Linked DNA regions of Delphinus delphis: region 1 is linked to region 2. A link is a contact called in public Hi-C data. All regions are on one chromosome and are shown on one strand. Each heading gives the region's core, a stretch centred on a gene start, on an enhancer-like site or on the middle of the called end of the contact. The rest is flanking DNA. Distances are from core to core; before and after follow the strand shown. Region 1 holds the start of MVB12A (multivesicular body subunit 12A). Region 2 holds the start of JAK3 (Janus kinase 3).

Region 1 (6,809 bases), core at 264-2,763, 330 kb after region 2:
CAGCGGTTACATCCTGAACGGTAAAGCCACAGGAGGGGAATCCATGAAGCTTTCAGGAGCCATTGGGGCAGGCTCATCTTTGGTGACATGGAGGAGCATTCATCGGGCGGCCATGGGCACCACAGTGAGGGTGGGTAGCTGTGGGATCAGACAGAACTGGACACCCATCCTGGCCCTCCAAACACACTTTCCCTCAGCCCTCTAATCCCGAGGTCAGCAAACTACAACCTATGAGCCAAATCCGTTTTTGTCTGGCTCATGAGCAAAGCATGGCTTTTACATTTTTAAAGGGGTATATATTATATATATGCAACAGGAACCATCTGGGCTGGAAAGCCTAACATATTTACTACCTGGCCCTTTACAGGAAAAGTTTGCCAAGTCCAGTACCAGTAGATATATGCTGAGAGCCAAATATAAATGACAAGACATGGAGAGGACATAAGAGGCAGGGAGAGCCTGATGGTTAGAAAGCAGAGCAGTCGGGGCTGGGAGGGCAGCTCCAGGGTAACCGGAGCCCGTGTGCAAAAGCGTGGAAGTGGAAAATAGAACTGCGCGTGGATCAGCTTAGCTACAGTGTAAGAAGAAGGCGTAGTAACAGTAATAAAACAGGTCGCATTGACTGAACACTTACTCTAGAACAGAGACTGTACCAATGGCACATTTTTACGCAGGGTGGGGTACATCGTCCCGCCCTAGATCAGGCCTCTGAGTCCTCAGCCAACACTGTCATTACCCAGTGCATCAAGGGGGCAGCCAAAATTCAAAAATCGCATGCCTGTGGTCCCTCCATTCCTTTCCTGGACCCTCCCCGCAGAGACGCGAACGTGCCCCTGACCCCCCACCCCACTCCCGCCTTCGACAGGGGACTCACTGGAGTCCAGGGGGTCGCAGACCGGAGAGAATCCCGGCGGAAGGGGGCTCTTGTCCACCAGGACCTGGATATCGACCACCACGTTCTCCTGTGGATTCTGGCGGGGGGGCGGGGAGGGGATACATCGAGAATCACTCAGCAGCAAGGACCGTGTGCCTAGCATAGAGCTCAGCGAATGGACAAAGGGGAGTGGGAGGACCCCGGGGACTCCGAAGGTGAGGGCCCCTTACCTCTAGGCTGCCCAAAGGATTGAGACACAGGAAGTAGCCGGATTTCTGCCCGAAAGTCTTGCCGAAGCTGGCGGGCGCCCCCTCCACAGTGCAGGAGATCTACAGCGCGGATGCGGGTCAGCGCCAGGCTCTTACCCGGCCGCAGCCGACTCTGCCCCCATTCAACCCCCGGCCCCTGGTGTCGCCGCCTCTCTCCCTGTTCGTCCCTGGTCCCCTGACATTGCTCACCGCACTGAACCCCCGCGGCGGGGGCCCCGAGGCCGACGACCAGGCCAAACCAGCCAACGGGGCCGCGTCGGCCCCGGACCCCGGATCCATCCTCCAAGCCAAGCACCGAAGGCGGGGGACGGCCTCTGACCTCCTAGGCGCAGCTGGACTTCGGAGTTCGGGCAAGAGTCTGAACTACAACTCCCAGACGGCCTTGCAAGACCGGGGGCCCGGAAGCGCCGTATGAGCGTGCCGGGGAAGCCGCCGGCCAAACGCGTAGGGACAAGCAGCCACACCCTTCATGCCCACCCTCCCCGCCCCGCAACCCCCCAACCCCACGGTGGGCCTTTGAGCGACGTTTGCGGAAAACTGTCTCGCTTTCTTCTCACGCCCAGCAACTTCTGCCGGAAATGTCTCGCTAGCTGCAAACCAAAACTACATTCCCCAGAATTCCTTGCGGTATCAGCCTCTACTCCAGAGATACGGTCGGTGTTTCACGGAAATTTGGGGGAGAAATATGAAAAACTCGCAATTCTAGCTCCAGGAGGTCATCCGAAAGGACACTTTCATGTGTTATGCTGCGATTAGTTTAACGAAAAATACGGACCAACTTGAGCCATGAAATCTTGGTGTAACTTGAGGAATTATTCACAGATACAATTAGTTTTTTTTTAATGTTATAAAAGCATTTAGCATGGCTACATGCTTTTACACGCCTCAGGGGGAAATATGGAAAACTAGGGAAGAGAATATTATCTACTCCTGTATATTTTCCAATTTTTTACAATATCCTGGGTTAGCCCACTGCCTGTTTTTTGTACCACCTGTGAGAAAAAAAAAATAATGGTTTTTATATTTGTGATGAAATAAAATTGTTTTTAAGGCAGGACAAAAAAACTTTTAACATAAAATTCTCTCTGCCGTTTGGGCCACTACCTGCTCCCCTTTAGCGTGCATTGTGCATCTGCATTATACGTTAACTAGATATCCTTAACACAGGAGTGACTGCTTGAAAGAAAAGAGCTTCCGGCGCCAGGAAGGTTGCTCCTTAGGAAATAACATTTCTTTCTCAATCCTGTAAAGGGTCATGATAACCCACTACTCACCTTGTATGTGCAGATCTGGACTACGTAAACTGTCAAAACCTTGACTCAAAAACTATACAACTGTGCTTTGACCTCTAACCGGTGGAACAGTCCTCAGAACTTTCTGAAAGACTTTCTTTCACTTTACAATCTCAAGACTATGGGGTCCCCTTGAAGTACCCCATTATTCCCACTGCTTAGGAGGAATGTTGGTTCCCAACCCCAGGAGTTCCCCAGGTGAAATTTGAAACTGACCCCCATACACAGAAGGCAAGGAGAAACCAAAGAAAGAGGCAGACCACTCCGGATTTGTAGGTGGCAGGTTTAACAAACGAGGGAACTTATATACGAGGCTTGTCTCAGGCAGCCACAAGATGAATAGATCTCCACACTGAGATAGGAAAGGGGCAGGGCACAACCTTTAAAAGAATGACATAGCCATTGAGGACACGACATAAACTGGTTATGATCTCGGAGAGACGGCAGTGAGTGGTCCTGAAGAGAGATCTCAGTTCCCTGCCCAGGAATTGAACCTGGGTAGCCTGGATGAAAACCAGGAATCCTAGCCACTATACCACCAGGGGCTAGAGACTAGAAGCAAAGGGGCCCTGGCTGTTTCCCCCGTTTGAAAGCAGGAATGTTTCAAGGAGGCAAAAATTGTAAAAACAGGTACAAAGTTTATTATTAGAGACAATAATATTATTATTATTAGACAATATTATTATTATTAGAGACACCGTGGTGTATGGGAGGGCACACAGAGAAGAAGTTTATTTATTTAAATCAGGCAGAAATACAGAATACACAGAAAGCTAGGCAGAAATACACACCTAGAGAGAAAGGGTATGGGCCACCTCTCTAATGAGGAAGAGTGCAGTAAAGAGCTGATACAAATCCCTTATATAGGACAGTCCTTCCGGGTCTTTGTTTATCTTTGGCCAATTATCTCATTTCTTTTCCCACATCTGACCTGTTCTAGGTCACTCCCCAACATGCGTGCACAACTTTTTGCTAAGATGGATCCCACCGCAAAGGCCTGTGGGTGCATGTCCACACTTATGGGGTGGTGCCCCCTCCCTTTTTGACCCCCAAGGAGCCTTCCTGAGCATGTGCAGACAGGGAAGTTTTCCTTAACCTCAGGAGTTGTCATCTTATCTCTTTACTTCAGCAGAGCTCAGCTTCTGCCACCAGCTTTGTCCTTGGAGTGTCTGGGTGAGAACAAAGCTTCAATTTTACTCCACTTGACAAACACCAGCTGTCCAGCCCAGGGGCCCATCTATCTCCTACCTCAGTTAGAACCAACTAGGTCCAAGATGGCGGAGGAGTCGACTTCCACTAGACCTTGAGCCTCAGTATACACTAATTGTAATACATCAGTAAGCTAAATGTCACACCCACAGGCGCCCTGACAGTTCTGAGGCCTACCGTAAAAGGCCAAAAAGTTGGCGGTGGCCCAATTCCTGGAAATCCCCTCCCCTTCCCCAAAATAGTTGGAATAATCTTCGCACTCATTAACCTATGAAATTACCCACCCCTATAAAAACTGACAACCCCATATCCTGGGGCCTCTTGCCTTCTGAGATGGCCCACACTCTGTCTGTGGCATGTGTATCTCCCTGAATAAACCTTCCTTCACTTTACTATGGCTCGCTCTTGAATTCTTTCCTGTGCAAAGCCAAGAACCCACACTTGGTGGCCGTCCCAGGGACTCACCTAAGACCTGGGATGTGACCATCCTCTCATACCCCACTTTCTCTCTTGCAGCAACACTGCTTACCAGAATCTTAAAAGTTTATATAAAGATCTTAACAGGATTCAGTCGCATATACCGTTCAGATTGTCTCAACAACACTTTACTCTCTCAAGGCTGCATCCTTGAAAATGGCTCCCTTTGTGAGAACAGTGGGTGGAACATACATTCCAAGGATGGAGAGGGGGTGAGGGGCCTCTGGTTCCCTGGGTCCACCTCGAGGGTCAACTGGTAGCCACGTCCTCTCAATGACCTCCTCCTGAAACGGAGCAGGACCCTGTAGTTGGTCCTTCCCCATGTCCTCAGCCTGCCTTTTGTTTGTGGAAAAATTTTAGTCGAAGAATAAATTTAGTCAGAAAAATAAGAAAATGTAGAAACAAAGGAAAACAGTCTAGCGAGACTAAATAATAATAGTTTAGTCACTAAGCATAGTCAAGGACTTTTAGTTCCTTCTCAAGGGCTATAGATAATATTCTGAGCCATATCCTGTGAGCTGTCTTGTAGATACCGAACCCCCCCACCAGGTGGAAGAAGTTAACTACATGATGACCAGACTGCAGCCAGGACCTAAGCTGCTCCAGTTTACGCAATTCCAAGAACTGGCCTCAAAGAAATGGGAGCAAACCCTGGAGCTGAAGATTAACTGTACTTAAAACAATGAAGATGATGCTGGTCAGACCACCGCATGACCAATTTCAAGACGACTGTCAGAGCTGACTGTGCAGTTTCTGCATGTAGCCCCTGCATGCAGGGACCTCAGAGGGAGTTGGCCTTTGGACAGGAGTCCATCCTCCCGCCCCCCGGTTGCCGGCCTCCAAAATAAAGCAAACTTTCCTTTCCACCAACCTTGTCTCTTTATTGGCTTTTGAGCAGTGAGCAGTCAGACCCCACTCTCGGTTACACTCCAACACTCCGCCCCTCATGACCAGCTCTTACAATTTCACATGGCCCCCCTCTTCCACGATATGCACTGAGTAGTCAGCCAGGGATTGCATTAGCATTGGAGGTGGCTCGTTAGGCGCCTATGTGGCTCTGGAGGCAGATAGCACAGAGGCAACATAGGTAGCTGGGAGAGGAAACACAGATTAAGATAAGGATGCCCGAAACAAGTAACAATTTTTCCCACCAAGAGCCCCATTGAGGCAGGAGATAGATAGGCTCCAGGCTGGACATTTACAACTAGCCTTCTGTTTACATTTCCTGAGGCAAGAGGCAGGTGGGCTCCAGGCTAGATATTTACAACTGGCCTCCCGTTTGCACTTTGAGATGGAAATAAGGGTAAATAGTTGGATTTTGTCTCCTGCAGGCACTTTAAGATAACAGTTAGGGCAGGGACAGAGAGAGGCTATACCCTGTTTAAGTAAAAGATCAAGAGGTTGGCCACTGGGTGGTCCGGCTTGCGCGGAGGCCCTGGGACTCCCGCGGGTTCCCCGGGGAAGCGGCGCAAATTGACAGATGTGCGTGAGGCGGTTCCTGGTCAGCCTCACGTTTTGTACCTGCTACCTGGCTTCTTACCTCACGAACAAGTATGTCCTGTCTGTCTTGAAATTTACCTACCCTGCGTTATTCCAAGGGTGGCAGGCTTTAATTGGTGGACTTTTGCTTCATGTGTCATGGAAACTGGGCTGGGCAGAGATCAAGAGCGGTTCAAGATCTGATGTTTTCACATGGCTTCCTGCTTCAGTGCTGTTTGTGGGTATCACCTATGCTGGTTCCAGGGCACTGTCCAGACTGGCCATTCCTATGTTTCTCATTTTGCATAATGTAGCCAAAGTTATCATCTGTGGGCACCAGAAATGTTTTCAGAAAGAGAAAACATCTCCTGCAAAGATCTGTAGTGCCCCCTTCCTCCTGGCTGCCGCAGGGTGCCTGCTCTTCAGTGACTCCCAGTTTGATCCAGATGCTTATTTCTGGGCTGTAATTCACTTATGCTGCATAGGGGCTTATAAGATACTACAGAAATCCCAGAAACCCAATGCGTTAAGTGACACTGACCAGCAGTACTTAAACTATCTATTCACTGTGGTGCTCCTGGCATATGCATCTCACCCCACAGGGGATCTCCTCAGCGTCCTGGACTTTCTGTTCCTGTATTTCTATAGATTCCATGGCAGCTACTGTGCCAGTGGATTTTTAGGATTCTTTCTCACGTTCAGCACAGTGAAGCTAAAATGCCTTATGACCCCAGAGCAGTGTGCAACCTGGATTTTCTTTGCTAAGGGGCTTCCCTGGTGGCGCAGTGGTTAAGAATCCACCTACCAATGCAGGGGACGCGGGTTCGAGCCCTGGTCTGGGAAGATCCCACCTCCTGTGGAGCAACTAAGCCCGTGTGCCATAGCTACCGAGCCTGTGTTCTAGAGCTCGTGAGCCACAACTACTGAGCCCGCATGCCGCAACTACTGAAGCCCACGCGCCTAGAGCCCGTGCTCTGCAACAAGCCACCACAATGAGAAGCCTGCGCACCGCAACAGAGAGTAGCCCCCGCTCGCCGCAACTAGACAAAAGCCTGCGCGTGGCAACGAAGACCCAATGCAAGCCCCCAAAATATAAATAAATAAATAAATAAAACACCAAACAGAAAAAGAACTTGGCCACTTCCCTGGTGGTCCAGTGGTAAAGAATCTGTCTTCCAATGCAGGGGACGCGGGTTCAATCCCTTGTCA
Region 2 (6,764 bases), core at 3,969-6,468:
CTGTGCTCTAGAGCCTGCAAGCCACAACTACTGAACCCACGTGCCACAACTACTGAAGCCCGCGCGCCTAGAGCCCGTGCTCCACAACGAGAAGCCACTGCAATGAGAAGCCCGCACCCTGCAACGAAGAGTAGCCCCCGCTCGCTGCAACTAGAGAAAGCCCGCATGCAGCAACGAAGACCCAACAACGAAGACCCAATGCAGCCAAAATAAATTTATTAAAAAAAAAAATCATGAACGCCATCCCCCACAGTGTCCTGCACCCCTTTGCTGTGCTTTTTCTCCACTTTCATCCCCAGGCAACCCTGATCTACTTTCTGTCACTAAGATGAGTTTGCACAGTCCAAAATTTTATATGGAAGCTTCGTGCTTGTCTTCTCTCACACAGCGTCACGATTCAGAGATTGTTCCATGTCATTGTTTGTATCAATAGTTCATTCCTTTTTTTCGCTGAGTTGTATTGCACTGGATGGCTGGACCACAGCTTGTTCATTCACTCACCTGCTGATGAACTTTTAGGTTGTTTTCCGTTTAAGACCATTACAAATAAAGCTTCGATGAATGGTGGAATACAAGGCCTTGCATGGACATCCATTTTATTTTCTCTAAATACCTAGGAGTGGAATGACTGGGTCAGAGTGTAATTCTATGTTCAGCTTTAAGAAACCGCCAAACTCTTTTCCACAGTGGCTGCATCATTTTGCGTTCCCACCAGCAATGCATTGTCAACACTTGTTATTGTCTGTCTTTTAAAATTTTTCCCATTCTAGTGGGTGTGAGGTGGTATCTTCATGTGGTTTTGATTTGCGTTTCCCTGATGGCTAGCAATGTTGAGCATCTTTTCATGTGCTTGTTGGCCATTCATACGTCCTCTTTGGTGAAGTGTCTGTTCAAATCTGTTGCCCAATTTCTTATTGAGTTGTTTGTCTTTTATTATTGAGTTGTTAGAGTTATTGATATATTCTGGATACAGGTATTTTGTTTATTTAATATATGCATTGCAAATATTTTCTCCTGATCTATGTCTTGCCGTTCTGTTTTCTCAGTGGTGTCTTTTAAAAAGATTTTTTTTTTCTTTTTAAGATTTTTTTTTGATGTGGGCCATTTTTAAAGTCTTTATTAAATTTGTTACAATATTGCTCTGTTTTATGTTTTGGTGTTTTGGCCATGAGGCATGTGGGATCTTAGCTCCCTGACCAGGGATTGAACCCGCACCCCCTGCATTGGAAGGCGAAGTCTTAACCACTGGACCACCAGGGAAGTCCCTCTGTGTGTCTTTTGAAGAGCAAAATGATGAATTCTAACTTATCAATGTTTTCTAGCTGAGACAACTTTGCCTACCACAGTTTGCAAAAATTTTTCTTCTATGTTTTTTTCTAGATGTCTTATACCTTTAGGTTATACATTCAGGTCTGTGATCCATTTTGAGTTAATTTTATGTATGGTGTGAGGTAAGCGTTGATGTTAATTGTTTCCCATATGATGTCTAGTTGTTCCAGTACTGTTTGTTGAAAAAACTTTCCTTTCCTCCATTTAGTTGCCTTAGTATCTGTGTCAACAATCAACTGGTTATATTTATATGAGTCCATTACTGTAATCTATTCTGTTTTATTGATCTACCTGTCTATCTTTTCACCAATACCAAATTGTCTTGATTACTCTAGCTCTATAATAAGCCTAGAAGTCAGGTAGAATAAGTCCTCTGATTTTATCTTCTTTTTAAAAGTCAACTTGGCCCTTTGCAATTCTATATGAATTTTAAAGTCAGTGCCAGTTTCTATAAAAAAATAATTCTGCTGAATTTAGATTGGAATTACATTGACTCTGTAGACCATTTTGGGGACAATTGATGTTTTAATAACATTGAGTCTTCCAACCCATGAACATGGTATTTCTTTCCATTTATTTATGTATTCATGAATTTCTCTCAGCAATATCTGTAGCTTTTAGTATAACAATCTTAGACTTCTTTTGTTAGATTTATTCCTAGGTATTTTATCTTTTTGGTGTTGCTGCAAATAGCATTTAAGATTGTTTTCATTTTCAGTTGTTTCCTGCTGGTATATAAAAATTCAACTGAACTTTACACATTAATTTTTTAACTTGTGAACTTGCTAAATTCATTTATTAGTTCTAGTAGTTGTCATAGATTCCCTTGGATTTTTATATAAACAATCATATCATCTGCAAACAGGGACAAATTTACCTCCTCCTTTCCAACCTTTAAACCTTTTATTTATTTTTCTTGCCTCATTGCAATGGTTATGACCTCCAGAACAATGTTGAATAGAAGAGGTGAGAATGGGCATCCTTGTCTTTTTCCCAATCTCAGGAGGACACAATTCAGTCTTTTACATTAAGTATAATATTACCTGTAGATTTTTTTGGTAGGTATTCCTTACCAGATTGAGGAAGTTCCCATTTGCACATGGTTTGCTAAGACTTTTTATCATGAATAGGTGTTGAATTTTATCATTTCCTGCATCCATTAAAATAATCATATGGTTTCACTATACAGTTGATCCTTGAACAACTTGGGGGGTGAGGGGTGCTGACCCCATGCATTCAAAAATCCATGCATAACTTTATATTCAGCCCTCCCTATCTGAGGGCCCACTGATTTAACCAACTGCAGAATGTGTAGTACTGTAGTACATATTTATTGAAAAAAATGTGTGTATCAGTGGACCCTCACAGTGCAACCCCATGTTATTCAAGGGTCAATCCTGCTTTTAATTTGCATTTCTCTTATTATGAGTGAGGCTGAGCATCTTTTTCTGGGTTTAACAGCCATTTGTATTTCATTTTCTGTGATTTCTGGATTCATATCCTGCTAAGTCATTGGCATTTTCTTATTGTCTTCTAGGAGTTGCTTATATTATGAAGATATTTTATCCATGACATGAGCTTACCTTTGTTTCCAGTTCCATTTGTTTATCCTTTGTATTTATGGCTTTTTGCCTCGAGAAAATTTGGGATATTTGCATCACTGAAGTTTCCAACTTATTCTTTTTTTTAAATTTTATTTATTTATTTTTGGCTGTGTTGGGTCTTCGTTTCTGTGCGAGGGCTTTCTCTAGTTGCGGCAAGCGGGGTCCACTCTTCATCGCAGTGCGCGGGCCTCTCACTATCGCGGCCTCTTTTGTTGCAGAGCACAGGCTCCAGACGCGCAGGCTCAGTAGTTGTGGCCCACGGGCCTAGTTGCTCTGCGGCATGTGGGATCTTCCCAGACCAGGGCTCGAACCCGTGTCCTCTGCCTTGGCAGGCAGATTCTCAACCACTGCGCCACCAGGGAAGCCCTCCAGTTTATTCTTGGGCAAATTCTGGGCTCTGCTTCCTGGAATCTCCTCATGGAGACGTCACATGCTCCTATCTGGGACTGGTGGTGCCACCTTTGTCCTGACTCTGTTCCCCTCCTGCTCATTCTCAACATACCACAGTGACCATAGAGTTGTCAGGGGCCTAGAGACTCACTGTTCTTCCTGGAGGGCAGGAACCTCCCTCTCAGGGCCAGGGATGGGAGTACACGTTTGCATTCTTCTCTGCTGAAGCCACCCAGGAAATGAAAGAAAAATATTATGGCTAAGCTCCCATGCAGCACTTCCTGCCACAAGCCTGCTCTGGCTCCCACTGTGCTGAGGACATACCTCATACCTCTTCCCTCCACCCACAAGGCCCCACTGCTGCCTCCAAACGTCTCAGCACACCTTTTCCCTGCCACCCTGTCCTTCTCAGGAACACTGTGACCTTGCCCAGCTTCTCAGCCTTTGCCTGGGCTGTTCCTCTGCCAGAACTCCCCATGCCTCCAGATCACTCTCTGGTTAATTCTACTTGTCCTTGGATTTCAGTGTCAAAGTCACTTCCTCCACGCATCCCTCCCAGACTCAGCGTTTCTCCTAGAAGCCTGGCACCGAGGGCCACTGAAACACTGATTGGATAATAGTTTATTTATTGTCATCTCCCCCACTAGACTGTTGGCTCCACCAGGCAGAGACTGGGTCTGCTCCCTCCCCTGCTGTGTCCCCAATGCCCTGCACACAGGAAGTGCCCAAGAAGTGTCTGTGGGTGACTGAATTAAAGTCAACAAAATCGTACCAAAGCCATTTTTGTGCCAGGGCTTGTGACGGGATTACAGAGATGCAAGTGTCCTCTTAAATCTATCCCCAAAGCTCTACCTTCTGGGGTGTGTATCCTACTAAGGACACTGGCCTGGGTCTGACCTGGACACTGCCCCACTCCTCCACTCATGACAGCCTCAGGGGTGTTAAAAAGCATCCATCAGACTCCGCTGTGATCTGACCCCAGCTGACTGCCCGCCATCCCCCTCCCTCCTCACTGCACCAGCCACGCCCTTGGGGCCATAAACAGCTTTTATGTTTATGTTTATAAACAGCTTTTATGTTTATAAAACATAAAACAGCTTTTATGTTTATGTTTATAAACAGCTTTCATGTTTATAAAACCTCATCAACAGAGGACTCACTCCCACCTCTGGGCCTTTGCGCTTGTCGTGTTCTCTGCCAGGAGCCCTCTTCATCCCGCTTCAGATTCCTGCTTGATCCATCCTGGCCTCTACACAGAGCCTCCGACCCCTGCACTGGAGCCCCAGCCTGCGCCTGTCCTGTCACCTTGGTTTTCTTTGTTATCCATAATGATTAATTGCTTCCCTGCCAGACCAGATAGTGAAGTGAGCCTGAGGGCAGGTCCGGGTCTGTCTGGTTTTCACAGTTTCTAGGGCTGGGCTTAGGGCACAGAGCACAATAGTGAGCTATTATCCCTCCCAGGGTCTCATGGGAGAAATACCGTGAAGGAGAACTTGACTTTTGTCTGGGGCAACTTCCCTGCCTCCTTCCTGGGCAGATCCAGCCCAGTTCCCTTCCTTAGGTGCGAAATTAGTTAATCTAGGTGCCCAACCCACACATGCCACAGATGGGTAAACTGAGGCTGGAGAAGCGAGGGTGTTGCCAGGGCCCCACAGAGAGTGAGTCCTGGAGCCTGCTGAGGTCCCCCTGTGTGACCTGGGCCCTTCTCTGTGCTGTCACCCCTTCCCTTAGGTCTGGGGTCTCCAGCAGCCTGTCTGAGCAGGACTGCTGCTGCAGAGGCTTCCGGAACTTTCTGCCCCTCCCCGCACCCCCCCAACCCGTCGCCCACATGACCATGACTTTCGGTAAGTGACAGCAGCTCAGGAAGCTGAGGGGCCCACACAGGAAGGAGCGAGTGGGACTTTCCTCCCGCTGTTGCTCGCCTCTGCCGTCCCGTAGCTGGCCCAGAGGTCCTCACCTCCAGGTAAGAGCTGGTGGTGTCACAGGGCTCTGGTCGGGGATGGGCGTGGGAGGAGACTGTGTGGATGGTCGCAGCTGGGGACAAAGGCAAGTTTGCCTTTCAGGCCTCTGAGGACAGCTGCCAGATGTGAGCTGGGACAGCTGGGTGTGTGGCCTCTGGCAAAGCGCTCCCCTCTCTGGGCCTCAGTTTCGTTCTGCATAGGAGGCCTCGAATTCCCAGCTTCCTGGACCTGAAAGAATCATTACGCATGCGCCCAGGGCTCCCGGTCCCTGAGGGGACAGTTTGATGCCCCTAAAATCCCAGGTCCCAGGCCAGAACACTGGGGGACCAGCCAACCTTCCTGGCATACGGGACTTTTGGTGTTAAAACAGGGGCATTTTTCTGGGCTCCAGACAGACTTTCTTTTTTTACTTTCGATATTTTAAAAATCATGTTTTTGTTTTTTTTTTTATAAATTTATTTATTTATTTTTGGTTGCGTTGGGTCTTCATTGCTGTGAGGAGGCTTTTCTGTGGTTGTGGCGAGTGGGGGCTACTCTTCGTTGCTGTGCGTGGGCTTCTCCTTGTGGTGGCTTCTCTCACTGCGGGGCACAGGCTCTAGGCGCGTGGGCTTCAGTAGTTGTGGCATGTGGACTCAGCAGTTGTGGCTCACGGGCTCAGCAGTTGCGTCTTGTGGGCCCAGTTGCTCCGTGACATGTGGGATCCTCCTGGACCAGGGCTTGAACCCATGTCCCCTGCATTGGCAGGTGGATTCCTAACCACTGCGCCACCAGGGAAGCCCTAAAAATCATGTTTCTTTAAGATTTATTTTAAACACAAGACACACTGTGTGATTCCATTTACATAAAGGTGCAAATTTGGGCAAGATCAGGACGACTGTTAGAAATAAGACTGTGGGCACCTCTGTGGGGAGTGACAAGATGGGGTGGTGGCGGGGAGGGTCAGAGCTCACGGGACGGGAACGTTCCAATTCCTGGTCTGGGAGCTGGTGACAATGGACTGTCCCTTGGGGAAAGTTCTCTCTCCCCCACGCCCTGCCTCCCTGATGGTAACCCCTTAACCACTGTGCTAAGGGACCTTCCTGTCTGGTTCATCTGGCATTTGTCAAGGGCTTGCTGGGCATGTCACCAAGGATTTGTGCCACTTAGCGTGGATTAAACGTGTTGACAGCTCAGGCTGGGCTCAGCAAGCTACCTCACTGAAGCAGGTGGGAATCAGCACATTTCACAGCCGAGAAAGCTGCGTCCCAGCAGTGGAAGCCCTGCTGGGGTCATGAAACCAGAATACGGTGGGGCTGGGATTTGAACCCAGAGCCTGGGGTTTTTACCTATCCCCAGTCCCAGGCTTATATTCTGGGTGTGTTAAACTCTAATTAATGCTATCAGCCCCCGTCCTGCTATTATTTTGGAACATAGTTTTTATCCAACATTCTCTTTTTGTATCTTCTTCATTTGGGTCAATTTACGTGGATCTTCTCTGTCT

Evidence for each region. Hi-C and Micro-C count contacts between places; a contact is called where the count stands out from the background.
Region 1: a Hi-C map of lung shows a contact between it and region 2, with 3 times the contacts expected there. The contact joins the promoter of MVB12A here to the promoter of JAK3 in region 2. A contact is called at or near these places in 2 of 3 Hi-C or Micro-C datasets (lung and muscle).

The regions. Positions count from the first base shown.
Region 1 is chr3:13,925,731-13,932,539 of mDelDel1.2, forward strand. MVB12A (multivesicular body subunit 12A) reads right to left here and starts at 1,514. Exons shown (of 4, transcript XM_060006693.1): 1 at 1,333-1,514; 2 at 1,105-1,203; 3 at 875-971. The coding sequence starts at 1,422. It also overlaps the pseudogene LOC132421856.
Region 2 is chr3:13,595,099-13,601,862 of mDelDel1.2, forward strand. It overlaps JAK3 (Janus kinase 3), which reads left to right and starts at 5,219. Exons shown (of 24, transcript XM_060008077.1): 1 at 5,219-5,286.